2 separate regions of the Mus musculus genome follow, and region 1 is linked to region 2. The links are chromatin contacts, called in public Hi-C maps. All regions are on one chromosome and are shown on one strand. Each heading gives the region's core, a stretch centred on a gene start, on an enhancer-like site or on the middle of the called end of the contact. The rest is flanking DNA. Distances are from core to core; before and after follow the strand shown. Region 1 overlaps Cpne4 (copine IV). Region 2 holds the start of Cpne4 (copine IV).

Evidence for each region. A called contact is a pair of places that touch in the nucleus more often than the background predicts.
Region 1: a contact with region 2 is called in a Hi-C map of forebrain, with 2.9 times the contacts expected there. The contact joins the enhancer-like site here to the promoter of Cpne4 in region 2. A contact is called at or near these places in 1 of 39 promoter capture datasets (hippocampal neurons), 6 of 484 Hi-C or Micro-C datasets (cerebral cortex, cortical neurons, embryonic stem cells and 1 more), 2 of 115 datasets of contacts at active chromatin or transcription factors (forebrain and neural progenitor cells) and 2 of 9 other capture datasets (liver and pancreatic islet).

What each region holds. Positions count from the first base shown.
Region 1 is chr9:104,772,107-104,778,589 of GRCm38.p6, reverse strand. All of the region lies in intron 2 of Cpne4 (copine IV), which reads right to left. Among named protein-coding and RNA genes, the nearest start is that of Cpne4, 210 kb to the right of the region's middle. Within about 2 kb of position 1,934, at least 12 of the 459 cell types and tissues checked have an H3K27ac peak or open chromatin away from gene starts, as enhancers often do. A contact at or near this core is called in cortical neurons, forebrain and hippocampal neurons, where this site is marked.
Region 2 is chr9:104,568,353-104,574,833 of GRCm38.p6, reverse strand. Cpne4 (copine IV) reads right to left here and starts at 5,179. Exons shown (of 16, transcript NM_028719.3): 1 at 4,733-5,179.

The sequences.
Region 1 (6,483 bases), core at 685-3,184, 210 kb before region 2:
CAAAGACCAACAGAAAAGGAATCAAGCCAGAAGAACCCAGAAGTTTCAGGAAAGAAGCCAGGAGGCTAGGAAATTGGGAAATAGTGTTGCTGATGTTTTGCGGTAGAAGTCAGTGGAGAGAAGCACTCTTCTTAACCCACGAGGGATACAGAAGCATCCCTCATCAAATAAAAAGCATTTTCCCACCACCTCTAAATGAAAAGAGTATAAATAAAACAAACACCGCCTACCCACATCTGAAATGTTGTCGACTTCTGTTTTGTAAGAATCCTGGCTCTTTCTAGCCGGGGCTACTTCCTGATCTTAAACGCACTGTGTCGTTTTATACAATTCTAACCACTCAGGTCTCCTAAGTGACTGAGCTACAGCTTTCTTTTCAAATGAACACCCCCCCCCCAGATTCAATGTTTAAGAAATAGTCATCTGCTAAGTGAATCAAAAAGCACAAAATTTTCCATGTCATACTGTCCGTGTCAAGAAATAGTTTCTTTTCAGCAAAACATGAAATTGCTTTATTAGTTGAGTATATAAAAACACTACAGGATCTCGGTTCTTTCCCAACACACGCTTGGGTAACTCCCATTAGTAACAGCAGGGATTGTAACAGCCCACACAGGAGAAAAATAGAAGCTTCACGGGGGGAGGCTACAATAAGCAGCCCAGACGCCCAGTGGATTCATTTTGCTGTCATAGGATTGCTCCACTGTGCCTCAGTTTCTGTATTTGGCTAATGGTGAAGTTCTGTGCCCTCTGTCCACAGGGTATACTGTGAGGGCTAGTTAAGGACTGATACCAACAGCTTCACATGCATTTTACACACATGTACACACACAAACACAGACACAGATACACACACAGGCATGCACGTGCACATTCACACAAGTATTATCTAAATTCTCATTATTCTCAGTATTGCTTTGAGATGGGAGGTTGTCAGGAACTCATAACTTTGGGAGGGGGTGTGTGTCCCTACCTTATTGAGTTAGAATTTGTATTTTGATAAGGCCCCCATCTTCTACTTTAATATATGAGAGAAAAAGCACAATGCCCACCAAGTTTACTTAAAACCTGATGTGGGGCCGAGGAGATGATTCAGTGTGTAAAAGTGCTTGCTCTGTAAACATGAAGACATGTGCCCAAATCCCCAGTACCAATACAAAAAGCCAGGCATGCTACACGTCCCTATACCCAAGCAGTGGGAGTTTGAGGTAGGCAGATTCAGAGTACTTGCTGATCATCCAGCTTAGCCAAAGGAGCATGCTTCTCTTCCAGCAAGAGATTCTGTCTCAAGGTAATGAGTCAGAGAATGATAAAGGAAGACACCCGGCATCCTGCTCTGACCTTTGCATGTGTGTGGAGGACTGGAGGGGTGTGTGTGTGGATATACACATCTAAACACTTCAGTGCATGCAACAACCCCCCATCATGCCACACACAGACACCTAATGTAATCTTTGAATCAACTCTACTCATAGATAACATTATTCCAATTTGATTGATTCTACAAGGTGGATGATTTTTCTAGGAATACTTTACAACCTAGTGATACATGGTGACCCCAGGTCAGGGCTGAGGAAGGACATGTAGGAGATATAGCTGTACTTAATTTCCTTCCAGTGTTAAAAAAAAGTAACAGAAGAGGATCGCTGTCAGATGGGGGGAGGACATGCTTGATAAAAGACAGTGGGGCTGCACATGTGTAGATCTAGCAGAAAAACAGTGAAAAGACAGAAGGACAAAGAGAAGTACTTCTAAAGGCCACACTCTCCCTTCCCTGCATGTCTCATATAGTAAAAGCTCTCTCTCTCTCTCTCTCTCTCTCTCTCTCTCTCTCTCTCTCTCTCTCTCTCTCTCTCTCTCTCTCTCTCCTCTCCTTAAAAATCAAATCCTGCCCGGCATGAATATGTATAATTAGATGTTCCCTAGGAGTGAGAAGTAGTAATTAATTCAGTGTTAAACATCACAATCTATTACTTGAACTCCATGGCAACCGTGGTTGCCAATAGAGAGAAAACAAAATTTCGGAGCCTATTTTAAAATAATTACATTGAAATTTTTGAAAATGTGTAAAAGCGGACGCTTTCTATTTTTAGGTTTAGACAATAGGCAGTGCCTCAACAAGTAGAGATGGGCACCCAGAAATAAAAACAAGGGAATAGCAATCCCATCTGAACTCACCAAAATGGCGATGTGGACCCTGTGACTCTGACCTGGTCCAGAGCACAGAGCCCAGCTGCTTGCTCTGGGTGAGATCATTGCTCAAGCCAGAAGGAGATGTATTAATAATTTCCCAGGAGATTGAATCTTTGCAGTCCATCTGAACTAGATTTTAATCCCAGATCTGTCACTTAAGTGTTTTCACACAGGCAATTTCCTTCCCTCTCGGAGCTTCAATTCTCCTACGTGTCAAAAACGGTGGTGGGGTGGGCAGGTGACTTGCAATATTCTTAAACATGTCAAAGGTATAAAGTCAAATATAGTGTGGTTGGCTGTGTTCCTCTGAAATCATATTCTGAGTTTAAGATGTCTTTAATGCCAACAGCTTGAAAAATGAAAGCAAAGGAGGAAGAAAGACAAGGTAGAAGGAAGAGGTTGTTCCAAGACAAAGTCCCCTTCACAACCAGGGATGGTCTCTTGGGGATCTCTGGAGCTAATGTACCCGATAAAGCTAATCAAGCATGGAAAAGAATGCCACGAGTATTTCCCACACCACAATCTGTCACTTGGTAGGTTGGCCTCTCCATGGAGGACTGGGTGTTGGGTGAAGGGGGAATATTGGAGGCAATCGCTGAAGGAGCTTCAAGCTACCAGCTTCCTCAGCAGCTGGTCCATGAGTCCTTGGAAGGTGAAGTAGAAGTGGGTTTGAATGCTGAATCTCTATATCCATTTTATACTATGTAGACAGTGTTTGCTTTCTTTCCTTAGAAAATGTAATCATTACAAACATTTTTGACTAATAGAGATTCTAGTGTCCAGAAAAAGCCATTTATAGTGGAGAGCATAATGTTTTCCATTCTTTAAAATAACCTTGAGGGCCGGGGAAGTGGTGCAATCAATAAAACATGCACCTTTCAGATCTGAGGACCTGAGTTCAGTCCTTAGACATGCATTGTAATCCCAGACCCGAGGAAATAGAGTCAGGCAAAGCCCTGAGGCTCACTGGCCAGCCTGATGAGCCTACTGGGCAAGCTCCAACTAGTCACATCATGCCTCTTTGCCTAGAGTCAAAATAATCCATCAGCTCTCAACCACCAGTGCTCCCATGGAAACTGCTCTCTTCCCTTCCTTCTACTGAGAAAGTTGACTCAGTTAACCTTTATGCTGCAATATCCTTAGTTTCAAGTATAATTAAATTGTGTGCTGCAGATAGAAATGATCAGATTATAGGATCTCTAGAGTTTGTTTAATCACCAGGATCTTTCTCTATCAGCATCCAACTTATTAGCTGGTGGGGAGACTGTATTCTTGAGGCAAGTCTAGAGCAAAGTTCTATGGAACACTTAGGGATTTTTGGTTGCAAGCAACAGAATCTGGATTTTTCTAAGTTACACAAAAGGGAATTTGTTGAACAAGGTTGTGCATTGACCAAGGCTAAGTGGATGGCTTTGGAAAATAGCTGGGCCACCTTCTTGTAGAGCAAGAACAAGCGAAAAGCCAGCAAGACCCTTACTGAGAGAAGATTAGGTTGATGTTATTTGTTCTGTTGATGCATCCAGAGAGATAAGTATCTATCAAATGTGCCGTGTGGCATGTGTTCCTTTCAGAGACACAGTCTGGAGGAGAATCACATGGAGATATGCTCTAGGGGGAAGATGCAGACCGGAAGTCCTTTGGTTTCCATTAGAAACAAGAATGTTGTTTTCCCCGTGAGACTATTCAAAATATAGTTTGACCAAATTCTCTCAGGATGCTATTTATCAGACATCTATGCTACCTCTGTGGTCTTATGCTTCCCATTGATATTTGATGGATTTCTTCGGGAAACAATAGAGTGTCTATCTCTCATCATTAGTAATGGCACAGTTTGAAGTAAGCAATACTAGGTTATGAATTGAATATATGAATATAATAAGAAAATTGGCATTTTACATATATTTCTATATGTAAATAGAAACATATATTTCTATATGCAAATTAATTTGCTTCTAACCCAGGGAGAAGCAAATTAATTCCCAACTTCAGAAAACCTAGAAAAAAAATCACAATTTACAACAAAGTTCAAAAGTCACTGGGTCAGTGCATAGGCTAATTATGTAGAATGATACTGTTTTCAAGTTCTAAAGGACATTGCTTAGATTTTTTTTTAACTACCATCCAGGCTATAGCAAGGGTGCTGGGTTATACATTCATATGATTTATACCTGAACTCCGTTGTAGAATTTGAAATTTGGCTCTTTGTAAGCTTCTCAAAGAGGTGTGTGTGTGTGTGTGTGTGTGTGTGTGTGTGTGTGTGTGTGTGTGTATTTGTGTGTGTATGTGCATTTGTGTGTGTGTGTGCATTTGTGTGTGTGTATTCTTCAGGCTCGTTGCCTTGGTTCTTAGAAATGCACAAATGGCTGTAAGCCTAGCCTTAGCCCAAATAGGTTACTTTCTAAAGTACTTGTTTTTTGTTTGTTGTTTGTTTGTTTTTTGAGACAGGGTTTCTCTGCATAGCCCTGGCTGTCCTGGAACTCACTCTGTAGACCTGGCTGGCCTTGAACTCAGAAATCTGCCTGCTTCTGCCTCCCAAGCACTGGGATTAAAGGTGTGCACCACCACCACCTGGCTCTACTTTCTAAAGTAACAATATGAAAGGGGTTAGAAAATTATCATTTTTGGTTCTTATTCCTAAAACTCCACAGCTATCAAACTATCCATGTAACTCAGAATTCATTGATTTAGTAAGGGGGGAAGACTTGGCTTCTAAATTTACTGAATTTACTGTTATCAAAATCAATGTCCTTGTCTTCTCAGAAAGGCAAATGGCTTTGAGCCCTACACAGTAAACCAAAGGCCCATCCCAACACAATCACAGTGTTACTGGCATTTAGGCTGCAGAAGTATAACAGGGATCCAAGTCACAGCCTCACTCCCAGAGTCCTTGAGAAATCCATCTATCTGAGATCATTTTGAAAACATGTCTGTTTCAAATCGTTAAGATACTGTTTTTCATTTAGTCTTGGGTTTCTTATATAATTACCCAATTTCTATACATCACAACTTTTCTTGTTCAGGAAAAGAAGGAAGAAAGAAGTTAATATTTATAAAAGCATACTCTATTCTTTGTGTCAGGCTGGTGGATTCCTGCAGTTCTTGATCTCTATTATACTTTTAGAAGACAATCAGGCATGCCAGAGGTCACTGGGTTATTTCCACTTGAACCGTGCCCTTGGAAGGTCATAACCTGTCTGAGGTCTCAAGCTTGCAAGTAGCAAAGCTGTATTTACATTGACCTTAGTATTCTCAGCCTCCCACTAAGGCACTGTTATCAAGCCACAAGCTTGGCAAAGCTATAATCTAGAAACTGGCCTTTTGGGGCAGTGTTGCATCAGTACCAGCAGCACCTCCACTGTGGTTGGGATTGACATGTGCAGAATCTCCTGAATACAGATGGGATGAGACCTTCTCTTTTACTGAGCATGCACCAATTCGAAATCTCCTTGCAAGTCAATGATAGAGGAGAAGCTTTGGGTAACCACTGATGTTCAAATTTTTCTGAAGTTACAACCACACTCTAATTAAAGATTCGGCAGGAAGAAATGCTGACTGTCATCAGCTACGGTGCAAAAATATTTAAATATGAGCACATGTTGCAATTACAAAACAAAACAAACATTAAAACTGTATTATTTTGAATCTGGTATCAAACATAGACAGCTAGATATTTCCTCTTTTGTTTAAAGAATTGTTGAGCTGTCTCAGTGGGCAGAAGCACTTGGCACAGGCCTGTCACCCTGAGTTTGATCCCTGGACCCTATGAAGACAATGTACTCATATACATTAAATAAATAAATAAATAAATAAATCTTAAACAACAAAAACCCAGGATGTTTTGATCATCTCTCCCCTACCCCTTCTCCAACTCTTCCCAGATCTACCCCCCTTCCCTTCCTACCCAACTTCATGTCCTTTAAAGTATGTGCTTTTTAATGTTCAGCTTCCTTTAGTCAAAAATATCTATGATCTATTTCTCTATTGTTTATGTGTGTTATTATAGTTTGTTCTTTTTGGTGGCCACTGGCTGTCTCATTGTAAGAAAACGCTGCTGTTTGTTAGTGCATCCTCAAGTTGAAAGCCATTCAGGTTGCTTCCAGTTTGAGCATTAAGATTTTACCAGCTTTCGTTTAGATATATTTCTTTCTTGTTAATATGGATGTAAGGAAAAGAATTACTACATTCACACAGTGTATTTTTAAATTCTTATCTAAATTTATCTCTTGGTTATCTTGTTGTACACACACACACACACACACACACACACACTTTGAGACAAAATCTAACTCT
Region 2 (6,481 bases), core at 3,930-6,429:
ACTGAGTGTATGAGACATAGTGCAATCTGGACTGGAGGGACAGAGGAGAGAGAAAAAAATCCCATGCCTCACCCCTAGGTACAGTTCCTAAGCTTCATCACCCAACTTCCCTGAACCTAGAAGGCTCATGGTCCCCCAGAGGTGGGCTCTGCCAGTGCTTCGGCGCCCTCTAGCGACGGTCCACTCTAATGCTAACCTTCTGTAACCCAGCTTGGACGAGGCAATCCTGGGGGTTTGAGGGAGGAGAGCCCTGCTAGCCAGCTTCCGCCACTCCCATTCAAGAATCAATAAAGTAGCCCAAAAGGGCTGCTAGATCTTTGAGAGAGAAATGTCTTTAATCCATACACTTTAAGCCAGAGAAGGTTTCTAGGGTCTAACTGAAATGCTGTATTCCCCTCTAATGTTTTCAAGGGGCAGGAGGCATGGGGGGGGGGGGGGAGAATCCTTTGTTTTCTTTAAAAAATAAGAATAATGAAGCTAGATATATTGTGTTCTGAACCAGATATGTGAGAACAACATTTAAGAAAGCTTGTTCATTTTAAATAGACCTTTAACTTAAAGCAGAGTTAAGATTCCCCCACGGATTCTTAGAACTGTGAACACTTAGAAAATCTCTCTGTTTATTTTATTGACTCTGTGTGACATTTAAAATAGAAATCTAAGTCTGTGCATGGGCAGTTCTTCACAATGTGTGCACACTAACAGAGATGGCTGCAGACAATGACTTTGTACAAATTTAATCACATCTGCTGGGTAAATATTGCAGTGTCTCCAAGAGAAAATGTAATAAATTCCCAAGCCTGATTCTCTAAACACCACAGTGGAGGTGGGAGTCCCCCCTGTCCCCTCCCATCATCTCCAACTCCTGGTCCATGGAGAAGATCAGAATTCATGGCGCCAGGGATTGGCGCCACCACAGTAATGGTCTACAGGGAACTGGAGTCTCTTTACAAGAGGAGTAATCAAGAAGGTTGTTGAACAAGTCAATTCCCTGACTTTTCATTCCCACATCTGACCAATGAAACAGTAGGTTAACCTTAAGCTCATCCAGTTTGGAGAGTCCTAGATCCACGGTGCTAAGTTGTTCTTCGCCGTTTAGAAGTAAATCTACCACAGAGCTCCTTAAGTAAGCTCTGCCACCCCTGGGCACAGTAAAAGCACAAAACTGGAAAAAGACATACTATCTGCCTATTGTCTCTTTCTTCTCAAGATCCACCTCAAGGCCTTCAATGTCCTCTGATCTAACAGCTGGTGGTTTTCAAAGAACTTAGCAGAGAGATCAAGGAATTATTGGAATTCACCAACTCAAGGTAATATGTTATATTATATGCATAAGGTATGTTACATGATATATTATATTTATTCATAGAACAAACAGAAACCCCTTAGAAATGAGAATACTAGTATAGGAAAGGCTGAGAGCCCATGGCAACACTAACACATTTGGTCTTGAACTTAACACCAACCTCTACATACCCAAACAGGAGAATGGATCTGAAATACCAAGCTAATTATTTTCATGACATGCCTCCTACAACAACAACACAACAAAGGAATAAGATTCATGGATTCTAAAAATAAAAACTAAAGACCAATTCTAACCATCTGTGTTTGATCTGGAAAGAAGCAACTCTGACTGAATGGTGGGAGATCAATTTTAATGCGCCCGAGGATGGTCCTAAACTGAGTGGCATTTTATTTTGAATGCACTTAGAATTTTCTGTCTTGCTATTTCGTAACTCCAGTGTGTCACTACCGTTGCCAAGGAAATGTGACTTGGGTTACTGCCATGGATCCAAAGGGGTTTGTTTGTTTTGTTTTAAAATATTAACAAGACGAAAATGGAAAGATCAAATAAAAGGGACGAATCTGCTTCCCTCTTCCTCTGCAAGATCCATGAAATGCAAATCTGACCACATTCTTTTTAATTACATGATCTTTTTTCCACTAGAAAACTCACAGCTCACCAGCCAGGTAGATGTCCTCAGAATGGCTGCTCTGCTCAGTCTCTATTCTGGATGCAAACCATTTCAAAAGTGTATGACTCTTATTCTGTGTGAGTAAAGGTGGTCCTAACCTTCCAGGCAAGGAAAGGCAAGTCATGGTACAAAGCTTATAAATACATTCAGCTGAATCAAAAAAGGTGGATTCTAATACAGATGTGAAAAGGGATTCCAACACTGACCCAGTTTTCTCCTGTGATTATTCCTTACAGTCAGGTAAGCTAAAGGTAAGGATCATAATAATGGACTCAAACAGTTAGATTTTTAAATCTCTCTCTCTCTCTCTCTCTCTCACACACACACACACACACACACACACACACACACACCTCAAAACAGATACCAGCTTTGTTTCCATTGACTACAACAGGACTTCCACATGCACATGAAAAAAATCCTTTACAATAAGAAACTTTTCATCCAGAATCTAGAGAGGCAGGGTCCCCTTAAGACAAAGCTGATAATCTAAACAAAATGTAAACTGTCACATAGCCCCATGTGGAGAGAAACAGGAAGTTATTTCCTTTCCTTTTTTTTACAATTAAGAAGCAACTCACACATCCCAAACCAGTTATTCTAGAGTAAAAATTTAGAAGTTCTGGTAAAGTTGCTATCTCAAGAGCTAAAAAGCTGTCATCAGTGCCCAAGAATGTAAGAGTATTAGAAAAGTAAAATCCAGTCAGGATTTTATGGCAATGGGAGTCCTTACATGGGGCCATGTGAGTGAAGGGTTGGTTTCATCACAAGCAGCTTTGTTCATATGGCTCTTAGCAACTGCCCAGGCTTCTGCATCCATTCCCACTGTGGACCAACAGATGGTTTTATATAAAGCTCAGGGGGAGTCACCTACTTCTGACGTGGTTTGAATTTGAACCCATGAAACTGTCAGAATCTTTCCATCAAAAGAAAATGTGAAATTTTTGGCCTAACACACATGGGTGTCCTAACTGTATTTCCCAGCCTCCTCTCTACTTTTATCCATCTCACTGTGTGTAAGGAGCTTTGACCAACTCGACTCAGAGCCCTGATCTGCTAGATGGATTTTTTGTCAGCCCCTCTTTCACACCTGGCAGGCAAATCAAATGAATTTGACCCAGGGGCAGCTCGGGTAGAGAAATGGAAACATCAGAACTTATCTAATTACAGAGAAGCTCCTCTTGAGTCCTATCTTATCTTCTGCTTAAAAAAATGTGGTCTTCCTAAACTTGAAAGACATCAAATAAAGTGGTCTCTTTGCCTCTGGCTTTTCAGCAGCTGTGGCTAAGAAGTTTAACCTGTTACTGTGAACTACAAAACAGGCCACGGATACAAAACCACCGACCTACATTGTAAAGAAAGTTTGAAGGGGCGGGGCTTACATTGCAGTGTGGCAAAACCCACAAATGCCTTCAAAAGTAGAGACTATGAAGGAGCAAGCAGGGGTTAGGAGTGGGGAGGACTCTGGTGCAAGGGTAGTTTTAGGGTTGTGTTTAAATAAAGTCGGAGTTTAGTCTCAGTTAAGAACACTTAAGTCACTTAAGTCGGAGCTGGAGAGATGGCTCACTAGTCAAGAACACTTAAGTGCTCTGTAACAGCTCAAAATGCTGTTCAGGAAACAGAAAAACAAGTGAGCCAAGAGAAACCAGAGCTGAGCTTGGCAAAACTCTGCAAAGCAGCAGGAAGATGAAGCTCCTGGTCTGGTCTGCAGAGTTTCAAAGACCAAGTGTGAAGCTTTTCAGTTCCAGAGGCATGGACCTTCTAGGAGCGGGTGGGTCCACAGCATGGAGACAGATATCTCTTATCAACTTTCCCAGGACTCTATCCCTGTCTCCAGCCCATCCCCACCCTAGCAAGTCCTGCTTCCACCTCATTGACTCTCCATAGGTAATCTTCCCTAAATCCTGGAAGCCCCCCCCCCCAGTAGAATCTGGAATGCATAATGAGGTTAGCCCCCACCCCCACCCCAAGCCCACTTACACTAAGAGGAAGATGGAGTTCATCTTCCTAAGACTATTCCTTGGATTCTGTCCACTCCCACCCATTGCTGTTCAGCTCAACTCAGTGTGGACCACTTTCTGACTCCCTTGGATTGAGTTCTAGCAATCCTTCGTAGTACGTGATACCGAGTTTTAGCTCTCTAGTCAGACGCGACTCCCAGTACTTCCAGTTCCTCCTTTACCACCCTGCTATTTCATTTAACAAAAAGAAAAAAATGTTGGAGACCGAGCCAAATAAAGCCGCGAGCAAGACTATGGGTTACTTGTGAGCCTCGGTGTCATGGACGCAGTTAAATATTATTAGAACCTCTTGCAGAAGCCGAATTCAAACAGCAGAGGATCAAGCCATTGGCTAACACTACTGATGCCCCACACCTTTTTTGCTGTCAAATGGGAAGCAGCAACTCCAGCCCCGACTATGGTCCCATCCCCCTTCTCATTTCTAAAACAATAATAATCCTCCCTCAAGCCCGCAGGACTTCCAGAGCCTAACCTAGCCCTCCCTCTGTCGTCCCGCCTGGGGCCTCCCTACCACTCCACCTGGGCGAGTAGAGTTATGCGGGAAAAGCAGGTATTTTGGCTGAAAGTTTTTTTGCCTTTAAGGACTGCTGCTCCTGCCGCTGTTCAGAACAACAGCAATGACAAACAAGCCAGGCTGGGCGAAAACCCAGAGCTTCTCAAAAGTTGGTCTGGCTACGCAGCAGCCCTGACGAGTTTGCAAGAACACAGGACTCAGAGTTAGCATCTACTCACCTGGGTGTGCCAGCCTCAGAGACTAGAAAGAGAATTCAGCCCGGGACAGGTCTGTCACGCCCCCAGGATGCAAAATCCGCCTTTGGAGTGGAGGTCCTGGGTGATGTAGTTGTAAAGAGGTCTTAGGAGAGTCGGGCTTCCCTCCCCCCTCTTTGGTCCACTGGGGGTAGTTTAGCAACAGCCGAGGAGGATAAAGATGCTGGGAGGAGAGTTTGGTCGCTCTGGAAACCCCGACTCCATTCTTGGGGCTGGGGGCTGGGGGCTGGGGGAGAGGGTGAACGGCGTGGAAGGAGCTGCTGGGCTCAGGAACTCGCTGAGTAAAGAGGAAGGAACTGGGGAAGGAGGGAGGGAGCAGAGGAGTGAGGGAGGAAGGAAAGGAGGAAGGGAGGGAGGGAGGGGTGAGAGCCAGGAGATGGCAGCTTCTAGCTGAGATTTCCACCTTCTGACGAAACCCTTGCGCCCAGCAGCCCAGCAAGATACTAGTTCTTAAGCCTCCTCTCGAGCGCCCCCTGGGGGGTTCCGGGGACTCAGCGACGCCCCGCCCTGGTCGCGGCCCTGGCGCTCTCCATGGTCCTGCCGCGCCCTCAGCCCTGATTCCCTGCTCAGCTTTGCAATTCCCACCAGCTCCTGAGAGGCACGTGATTAATTTCTCCTTATTCTATGATAAAGCAGTGAAACCACAAGAGCTGAGAGGAGAGAATAAGGGCTATACTTTTTTTTGCATACATTCAAGAAAACTTCTTGATTCGCTCAACTCTCACTAAAAATGGGGGTGACATTGAATACTTATTTTGGTACCTACATGTCAATAAATGCATGATTAAATGAGTGAACAGCTATTTTTCTCTTCATATCAGAATATTTTCCTGAATACAAACACGTCACCATACCTGGGGAATGTATGTTTTAAAATAAAGTTTTTGGCTGGGGTTGAACCACAGTTGTTAGAGCACTGGCCTAACATGTAGAGGGTTCTGCATTCAAACCGTAACATTGTACAAAGCCAGGCATTTGTACATTTGTACATGGCATTGCATCCCTGAAACCCCAGACTTTGGGAGGTGGAGGCAGAAGGCTCAGAAAGGCAAAGTTACCCTCAACTACAAAGGGAGTTTGAAACCGCCCTAGGTTAGAGACCCTGTCTCAAAAAGCCCAAACCAAAAACTATAGGTCTTATTTAGGGAGTAACCATTGTCACATATTATAAAACACTTTGAACACACTACAAAGCATTTACACAAGAAATAGGGGGTTTGATGTTTTGCTTTGCAGTGCTGCTAAGTGACATCTCTCTCCCTTATGGGGTAGTTTGGAAGTGATGACTTTTCTGTCACAAATTTATTCGAAGTCACATTCAGGCAAAGAAACAATGAGGAGGCACGTCAGGCTGTTTCTAGTTGTCTCCGCAGAAGTAGATAAACTGGAGAACCAAATCCACCCTGGGTATGCCCATGATCAGAATCAAATTAGACTTTATAATCCATAAAGCAAATGAATAAAAGGATCTCTCTGCACCTGGGGGTCGCACAGAGTTAGAAATGATGGGTAAGCACACCAGGCAAGGGAGGAAGGTGTCTCCCTCTCTGCTTGCTGAAGTACTACCCAACAAGGTCTCTTGTAAGGTGAAGGCTTTGGTTATAAGCTTTAGACCACTACACAGTTCCCAGTTTCAAAGGCCAGAGAAGGAGAAATGACAGGGGAAAGCAAAGGGGGCTCAGAAATGATCCTGGAAATCAAAGGAGAAGATCT